3 separate regions of the Mus musculus genome follow, and all the other regions are linked to region 1. The links are chromatin contacts, called in public ChIA-PET and Micro-C maps. All regions are on one chromosome and are shown on one strand. The core of a region is the stretch at or near the end of the contact, and the rest is flanking DNA. Distances in the headings are between cores, read along the strand shown.

The links. ChIA-PET counts read pairs in DNA pulled down with a chosen protein or histone mark. Hi-C and Micro-C count contacts between places; a contact is called where the count stands out from the background.
Region 2: a Micro-C map of the G1E-ER4 cell line shows a contact between it and region 1. The contact joins two enhancer-like sites. A contact is called at or near these places in 1 of 15 datasets of contacts at CTCF or cohesin (the G1E-ER4 cell line), 1 of 484 Hi-C or Micro-C datasets (the G1E-ER4 cell line) and 1 of 9 other capture datasets (adipose tissue).
Region 3: a contact with region 1 is called in an SMC1A ChIA-PET map of the G1E-ER4 cell line, with 14 read pairs. The contact joins two enhancer-like sites. A contact is called at or near these places in 1 of 15 datasets of contacts at CTCF or cohesin (the G1E-ER4 cell line) and 1 of 484 Hi-C or Micro-C datasets (the G1E-ER4 cell line).

Annotation. Positions count from the first base shown.
Region 1 is chr8:65,956,278-65,959,243 of GRCm38.p6, reverse strand. The region is part of intron 2 of Marchf1 (membrane associated ring-CH-type finger 1); the gene reads right to left. Among named protein-coding and RNA genes, the nearest start is that of Gm24205, 45 kb to the left of the region's middle. Within about 2 kb of position 1,558, at least 2 of the 459 cell types and tissues checked have an H3K27ac peak or open chromatin away from gene starts, as enhancers often do. A contact at or near this core is called in the G1E-ER4 cell line, where this site is marked.
Region 2 is chr8:66,187,272-66,190,237 of GRCm38.p6, reverse strand. The region is part of intron 4 of Marchf1 (membrane associated ring-CH-type finger 1); the gene reads right to left. Among named protein-coding and RNA genes, the nearest start is that of Gm24205, 190 kb to the right of the region's middle. Within about 2 kb of position 1,472, at least 2 of the 459 cell types and tissues checked have an H3K27ac peak or open chromatin away from gene starts, as enhancers often do. A contact at or near this core is called in the G1E-ER4 cell line, where this site is marked.
Region 3 is chr8:65,741,768-65,744,733 of GRCm38.p6, reverse strand. All of the region lies in intron 1 of Marchf1 (membrane associated ring-CH-type finger 1), which reads right to left. Among named protein-coding and RNA genes, the nearest start is that of Gm23515, 76 kb to the right of the region's middle. Within about 2 kb of position 1,508, at least 2 of the 459 cell types and tissues checked have an H3K27ac peak or open chromatin away from gene starts, as enhancers often do. A contact at or near this core is called in the G1E-ER4 cell line, where this site is marked.

The DNA of each region.
Region 1 (2,966 bases), core at 309-2,808:
TCCTGAAGTGGGCACTTCCTATAACCAGGCAGGACTCCCAGTGTTGGGATAAGGACAGCAACCTACCCACAAAACCTTTGTGTCCTGCCTACAAGATATGCAGGGACAAAAATAGAACAGAGACAGAAGAAATGGCCAATGAATGACTGTCCCAAGTCGAGACCCATCCCACTGGCATGAAACAATCCCTGACACCATTAATGATACTTTGTTATGGTTGCAGTCAGGAACATAGCATCACTGTTATCTGAGAGATTCCACCCAGCAGCCAATGAAAAGAGAGGCAGAGACCCACAGCAAAACATTAGATAGGCCAAAAAGCAAGCATGGGACATATGCAGCCAATAAGCATCTTGGTCCCCAACAGCAGATCAGGAGCTCTCCCTGAATATGTTGCCTGCCTGCCTATCCATCACATTCCCCTAAATGTACTGCCTTGTCTGGCCTCATTTGGATAGGATATGCCTAGCGCTACAGGAACTTGGTGTGTGTGTGTGTGTGTGTGTGTGTGTGTGTGTGTGTGTGTAGGAGGCAGGTGTTACCTACAGGGGGATTCCTTTCTCAAAGGAGAAGTGAAGGGAGGTGAGCGGTAGTTGATATTGGTATTTAAAGTGAATAATAAAAAGAGAATGTCTGTTATAGAGATGCCCATCACCTTGCATTTTAGTTGCTTCTAGACTCAGTCAAGTTTCCTTTGCACATGACACTATAAAGTTTCCCTCAAGTCTTTACAGGGAATTTTGGACACTTATTGGCATGAGGGAACTCTGGTGAACAGGAAAATAGCTGGACTCCTGCAGTCTATGATCTAGGTGGTAGTGTAGTTGAAATGGTTTTTCCTTGTTAATCTATACATGGTAGCTCCAGGGTGTCTTCATTTTTCCTCTGTGTTAGAAATGCCTTTGTATTTTAGCTTAAGAGAAGGACAATAGAAGTTAAGTGATGAAGAGTAGAATCTGAGCAGTACTCACTCCAATTCAGTTCTTATCATTCACTTTTATGTTACCCCCATTGGGATCTCTGAGGGGCCAGCTTCTCTGGAACACACAGCCTAGATACCTTGCCTACTCTGTATTCCACATGGGAGTATAGGAAGATGTTGGAGGCCGGTGTTTAAAGGTAGAATAGATATTTTATTTTCTGAGGTCTTTTCCCCCCATGTATGTCCTCAGTTATTTCAATCACTGCCTACAAATGACTAATTTTGAAGAAGCAGTTTATTTAATGAATGTCGCAAATATTGGAAGTAAAAACATGGTATGCAACTGAGTATCAGGGATGTGGGTTGGTAGTAGAGTATGTGAAGCACAGAGGCAACTTCCAGAAAAAAAAAATGGAGCAAGAAGGAAGGGAGGAAGGAGAAGGGAAAGAAAGACTGCTGTTCTGAAGAAAAATAAGAATTCTACTGGGTTTTGATATTTAAAATATGAGTTTTATATATTTCCTCTCTTTTTTCTAAACTTCAAAAATGAAGCAAGTCCAATGGGAGAGCTGTTGGTTACCACCAAGTGAGCCTGCCACTAAGTTATCTGATAACTTCAGCTTATCCTGACATGCTGGTTAGTGAACCTCACAGGCATCAGAGCAGAGCAGAACTGTTGGCTGCCTCCTTCCTCTGGAGGCATGCATGGTGCCTTCTGGTAATAAATGTAAAGAATAAAAAATAACAACAAGCAAACAAACAAAACACAAAAAGGGATTTTTTTTGTTTTTATCCCAAAAGCAATACTTCTTCTGGGAAGAAATTTTATTCTGGCTATCAACTCTCTGCTGAAGAAGCAATGCTGCTGTTGATTCCATGTGACTGTGCACAGTAATTTGCCCTCTACTTTCTCATCCTTCTTTAAGATCAAACTTTCTTTTCATTCAAACATTTCTTGTGAGGCATTCTCTCCAACACAAAAGAAAAGTCCTCGCCCCCAGTGACATATGTGAGTGCCACCCTTTTTAATTACATCGAAGCAACTTCACGGTATGTTTACTGAGTTGCTGAATGCAATTAGAGCCTGCGTGATATGCAAGGAAGCATGAGGAAAACAGCTTTTCAGAGGAGTTAAGATTGATAGACCAGGCCCTACTTGGTGATTAGGGGGATAAACCAAGGCTCGTAACCTGGGCAGTACAGATAACAACTTCAGCACAATTTTCAGCATGGATGAATCAGTATGGCTTTGTAACAGAAAATTCCACTGTGACTGTGAGATTACAGTGTGTGTGTGTGGGGGGGGAGGGTTAAAGGATGAGAGGAAATGGAAGTGCTTAGAAGAAAATGAGTTAAGAAAAAAAAACCCACAAAGACCTGAATTTTGTAGTCTATTCTTTGACTTACCAGGAAAACAACAACAACAAAACAGCAAAATGAGAGGTGATTCAAACAACCCCACAACAGTGTGTGGGTTTTTTTGTTGTTGATGGTTGTCTTTGTTTGTTTGTTTGTTTTTTTTATCCCATTTGAACCCAATACATTGGGACTTTGTATATACTAGCTTCAAAAATAACTGAAAAGTACTTGGGGCTGGGGAAAAGACTCACTGCGTGTAGTGCTTGCCATACAACTATGAGAACAGGAGATCAGAGATTCATCACACACCTGTAAAATCCAAGCAAGTGTGGTGGCCCATATGCAATCCCAGGACTTGGAATATGAGATTTCACACTGCATGCTGGCTACAAGAAGAAGCTTCAACAGTGAGCTCAGGCACTAGGGAAGAGATACTGCCTCCTTGAGTAAGGTAGAAAGCATGTAAAGAAGACATTCCATGACATCCTGGGGCCTCTGCATGTATGCTTGCACAGTTGTACCTTCACATATGCATACATGCACTGTAGAAAACATTTTTTGAGTTAAAATACTTATTGTTTATACTGAATAATGAAATCATTCTTCAGGGCACAAATTCTAAAGTTTGGTTCATTTGTTTGCTTTGGAAGGTTGTTTAGGGTATCTCAGCTGCCATGTATAAAGT
Region 2 (2,966 bases), core at 223-2,722, 230 kb before region 1:
GACATCAAAGATCAAAAGTAGATATGTAGTCTTATTTTAAACATACAACTTCTGAGCGTCGAGATCATCAAGGAAAAATATATGAAAGAAGAGATATTTGCAAATTATATGTGATAATACATGCACTATTCAAAATATATAATTTCTGCAAATTCATAAAACAAGTATCAAACTTAGTTTAAAAGTGGGCAAAGGATGCTGATCCTGTCAGTTTTCACTCTGAACTGACATAGCTTAGGGGTCACATGTGAATAGAATCCCACTTGCAGCACTGCCCAGATCAGATTAGGCTCTGGGTATGACAGTAACTATTGCATTGATGGCTAATTGATCCAGCCCACTATGGACAGTAACATTCTCTGGTCAGGTTGTTCTATACTGAATAAGAAAGCTAGAAAAGTGTGAATTTTTGAGACAGATTAAGCCAGAAAGCAGCATCTCTTCATCACTTACGATGCAAATACCTGTGTGAGATTCTGCTCCAATATCCTTTAATGATAGAGTTAAAGTGTAAGTTAGATAAATCCTTCCCTCCCCTGAGTTGCTTAGGCTGTGGTATGAGTCACAGCCACAAAATGAAACTACCACTAGTACACAACGCTGAATTTTCCTAGAAGATAATGTACAAATGTCCATCAAACATTTGTAAAGATGTTCAAATCATTCATCATTTGAGGAGCACAAATTAAAACCACAGTGAGGTGCCTGACATGCACATCACAGTGATTTCTGTTTGGGTGTCTTCTCTTTCCTGACAACAGATACTTTTGGATCAGTTTGATGTTCCAGGGAAGATACAGGAACAGGATCTGGAGATGACTGGTCACATGGCATCCATAGTCAAGAAGCAGAGACACGGGAATGCTTATGTTTGTGTCATCGCACCCATTCTATATAAACCAGGATCCTAGGGAAGGAGATGGTGCCACTCACAGCAGGTGGGATTTCAACCTCAGTGGTATTCCTTGTCAAGATATACCCCTCAGGCAAGTCTCTGACTTGACTTCTAAATGATAACAGATTTCACTAAGGTGCCAATTGGGATTAACCATCATAGTTGCTATATTAAAAAAAAAAACTCAGAAAGGGCATACCCTTTTTATGTCAGAACCTCAGAGTTTTAAGCAGGAGACGGACATTGAGTTCAAGGTCAGGAGATACACACACACACACACACACACACACATTCCCAAACAAACAAGCCAGAAAGTAACAAGCAACGATGTGGGATAGTGGGTAGTGGGTCCATTTGTTCAGTATTGATAAGACTGTAAAATGGTGTAGTCATTGTGGAAAACAATATAGAGTTCTGAGAAAAGACAAACAAAATGGTCACATGATCCAACCACCTCACTTCTAGGTATATATCCAAAAGAATTTAAAATGAAATCTTAGAGCATTTTTAGTTATCATGTCCCTTGAAGGATTATTGACAACAGATGACACAGAGAGCCATGGCCTCAAATATCCATGGGCAAATGAGTAAACAAAGATCGTTTAGGAATGTTACTCAGTGCTATACTGGAAGATCATCTGTCACAGACTATGCTAAGGGTAAACTTCGAGAACATTATAATAGGTGACATAAACTAGCCAAAAATACTGTGTGATTCTACTCATCTAAAGAATCTAAATTAGTTAAAACCATGGAGACAGAAAATAGGATGGTTGCTAAGGGGCAGGGCTTGTGGAGGGGGAATTAGAATTTAATGGACAGGGATTCATATTTGCATAATGCACACCTGTTTCATGACAATGCGGCTATTCTTGGCACCATTCAACTTTACTCTTAAAACTGTTTAAGGTGTGTCCAATGGGTCTCTCTTTCCAGTGATGGCCGACTAGGCCATCTTTTGATACATATGCAGCTAGAGTCAAGAGCTCTGGGGTACTGGTTAGTTCATAATGTTGTTCCGCCTATAGGGTTGCAGATCCCTTTAGCTCCTTGGCTACTTTCTCTAGCTCCTCCATTGGGAGCCCTGTGATCCATCCATTAGCTGACTGTGAGCATCCACTTCTGTGTTTGCTAGTCCCCGGCATAGTCTCACAAGATGGGTATGGGGGACTTTTGGTATAGCATTGGAAATGTAAATGAGCTAAATACCTAATAAAAATGGAAAAAAAAAAGAAACGATAAAAAAAAACTGTTTAAGGTGACAAAATTAGTGTAATAATAATTTTCACAGTAATAAAAAATTCTGTTTGAGTTTGAAATGATGATAAATTTGCAGAGGAGTTGTAGGGCTATAACAAAAATCTAGCCCTGATATTAGCATTTTAACTAAGGATATTTATCAAAATGAATAATGTAACATTTATAGAGTAATATTAACCAAACTACAGGCATCATGTTAATTCTGTTTTTGTTTTTCAATACATGATAGCTTCTTTCTTAAATCTGATTCTGATTATAACTTGTACTCATTGTTCAACATTTCTACTCCCTCTGGACTCCCCAAACTCTCCATAAACTGATATAAGGCATGCAAGCCACACACACACACACATACACACACACACACACACACACACACACACACTCACACACACAGAGAGAGAGAGACAGAGACAGAGAGAGACAGAGAGACAGAGAGAGAGGTGCATATAAAACAATCATAGTACTATCCAGCTATGAGAAGGAGGAACTTCTGTTATCTCTGCTATCTACCCAGAAGGAACTGAAGACCACTGTGGAAAAATGAATCAAGTCAGCAGACACAGAAGGACAAGCACCATGCATTCTCACACACTGAACATAAAAGGTCAATTTATCAGAAATTCAGAGGAGAAAAATGGTTGCTCTCATATTTTATATGAGAATATAATGGATCAGTGTAAACAGCCTCAAAACACTTTTGTAAAACAGTGAAAATAATTAGAAAGTTTTCCATTAAAAATTGCTTATCAGAATCAACAAGGGGATAAAAGATTCACGGCCTAGTCTCCACGTTTCATGAGTTAAGTCA
Region 3 (2,966 bases), core at 259-2,758, 210 kb after region 1:
AACTGATAAATTGCTAATATCTTGTGTCTTAATAAATAACTGCAATATCTATTTAAACAGTACAGTTTGAATTTTTATAAAATTAGTGGACTCTGGAAAACAGAAGCTGGATTTTAACCATAATGTTGAATATGGGGGAAAAAGAGGAGAAAAATTAATCAAAGACAAATAAAAATAAAGATTCAAGGCCTGGCCATCTACTAGGAACATTTGAATGTGTACTTTTACTTCTCTTAGAACTGGGCATGATTTTTTTGTTTTTCTTTTCTTTTGAGAAGTATTTAAAGACTTGATAAATGTCCTTGGTTGGTGACAAGTAGTAGAGCCACAAGTGTGGTTGAAACACATTGCTAAGAACATCTTTCAGCTGAAATACTCAAAGGGGGAAGATAGAACTGTAGAGATCATATCCAGTAGGTAGTTATGGCCCCAGGCTGAGAGATGGGGCCACCTACCATCTCAAAAATATTAATCCAGAATTGCTCTTATCAAAAGGAAATTAAGGCACAAAGAGTGGAGCAGAGTCTGAAGGAAAGGCCATCCAGAGACTGCTCTACCTAGGGATCCATCCCATCTGCAGACACCAAACCCAGACACTATTGCGGATGCCAAGAAGCTCTTGCTGACAGGAGTTCGGTATAGCTGTCCTCTGAGAGGCTGTGCCAGAGCCTGACCAATACAGATGTGGAGACTCACAGTAAAGCATCAGAGTGAGCTCAGGGACCCCAGTGGAGGAGTTAAGGGAAGGCCCAAAGGAGCTGAAGGGTTTTGCAACCCACAGGAAGAACAACAATATCAACCAACCAGATCATAAACCACCAACCAAAGAGTACACATGGAGGGACCATGGCTCCAGCTGCATATGTAGCAGAGGATTGCCTTATCTGGTATCTATGGAAGGAGAACCCCTTCACCCTGTGGAGGCTTGATGCCCCAGCTTAGGGGAATGCTAGGGCAGTGAGGTAGGAGTGGGTGGGTTGGGGGAGCACTTTCATAGAAGCAGGGGGAGGGGGAGGGAATAGGAAGTTTGTAGAGGAGAAACTGGGAAGAGGGACAACATTTGAAATGTAAATAAATAAAATAGCCAATAAAAAAGAACAACTTTACTGCTCAACTATTCTAATGTACATACTGATCAATGTGCCAGTCACTACCAAAGCTTAAATATGTATTGTAAGCCACACACTCTTTTCTCAGAGTTGGTTCTGAAATGTTTTCCTAACAGAACTTATTGGAACTTGCTTTTTGGTGCTTGTACAGAGTTCTATCCTGTCTATACATCTAATTCATAAGAGCTGTCAGACAGAGCTCCTAATCTTATTTACCAAATCCCCACATGTTCTTTTCTGGGGAAATGGAAAGAAGGTAAAACTACAGTGTAAGCCATGAGGATGGGAGCAATAAGGCCTCTTACTTAGAATGAAAGCAATTGTCTGCCCAGGCAACTTTGTCCATTGCTATCTCTCTTAGGCCAACCTCCCACACCCCCACAGATGTTAATCTTTAGCCTCAGGCCCAAGAAAATTCACATGGAAACAATCAACAAGTTATTACCTAAAACTTGTTTTCCAGGGTAATAAATAGATGTGGTTTCATTATCTGGAGACCAGATGGAAACAGAGGTAGATTGCTTTGTCATATTGATAATTTAAAACTTTCTATTGTAGAATTTGTTTCCATGATCCAAAATGAGGTTGAGAATTTCAAAACCTAGCTTACACCAAACCTGTGTATGGTTTTAATAACTACTCCTGTGTAATTCTCCACAGGACAGTCCATACTTTAGTGAAGTAATCGTTGGCCTAGAAACCCAAAGGATGTGTTTTAAGACTCACAAAATAGTAAGTAGAACACTCATTTTAATCAACCAAGGAAAATAATGTAAAATATAGATAAACAAACTTATGCAAATGTGCCTTCAAATGCATTTTGTTTAAGAAATTACTCATTTCTATTTTAGGTAAACAATCACAGGATAAAATTCTAAAAGAGAAAATTATTCAAATTATTTGAAGAAATAATGATTCCTAAACCTGAAATATACTAGAAGTTTCTTTTTTTTGTTTATTGTTGTTTGTTTGTTTGTTTTATCTGAACAACTCTGATTAAAAGTAAACATCTTAAAAATTCTTAGCTTCTGCAATTTACTAAAATGTGAGTTTACTATATAACTAAATATGGACTAAACCATTGGTATTTAATGGTATTTTTACAGTCTCTAAATTTTTGCCTTCTGAAGGGAAAATACTGATGAATTATTTCACTTTTGCCTCACATCTATGGGAAAAAAGAATGAAGATAATTATATAATGTTGGAGTGTGTACACATGGATATATATGTATATATATCCATGTATATATATATATATATATATATATATATATATATATATATATATTCTCAAAATAAAAATAATCACTGGAGATCATGAAGGGAAGGGAAGGAGAGAGGCACAGAACCCAGGAGTAAACTTCTGACCCATGAAGCCTTGGAAGCTGCTGTTAAATGTAGCCTCATCCTGAGCCCCTGCTCCCAACAGTCATGCTTTAGACTCTGCATTCCCTCCAGTACTGAGGCGTCTGAAGTTTGAACTATGCCTGCAAATTACAGACATAGGGAAGTCAGATGGAAAATGAGCAGCATCAAAGGGAATCAACAAATGTTATGTGTTATAAAGTTTAGAGCCTGGAGAGTGGTCAGATGAGCCCGTCATCTCTATAGTTAGGAGGCATGGGGAGTGTGTGTGTGTGTGTGTGTGTGTGTGTGTGTGTGTGTAGTGCCCAGATCCTTCCTCTTGTTCTCTTTACATCCTGGCCAGTCTGGAATTCGCTTCTTTGATCTTCTATGGTGTCCTACATCACCACAGGGCCAAAGTGATGGAGCTAACCATCTATGGACTCAAACCCCTGAAACCATCAGACAATAAATCTTGCACCCTTTGAAGGTTTTTCTCGGGTTCTTTCAT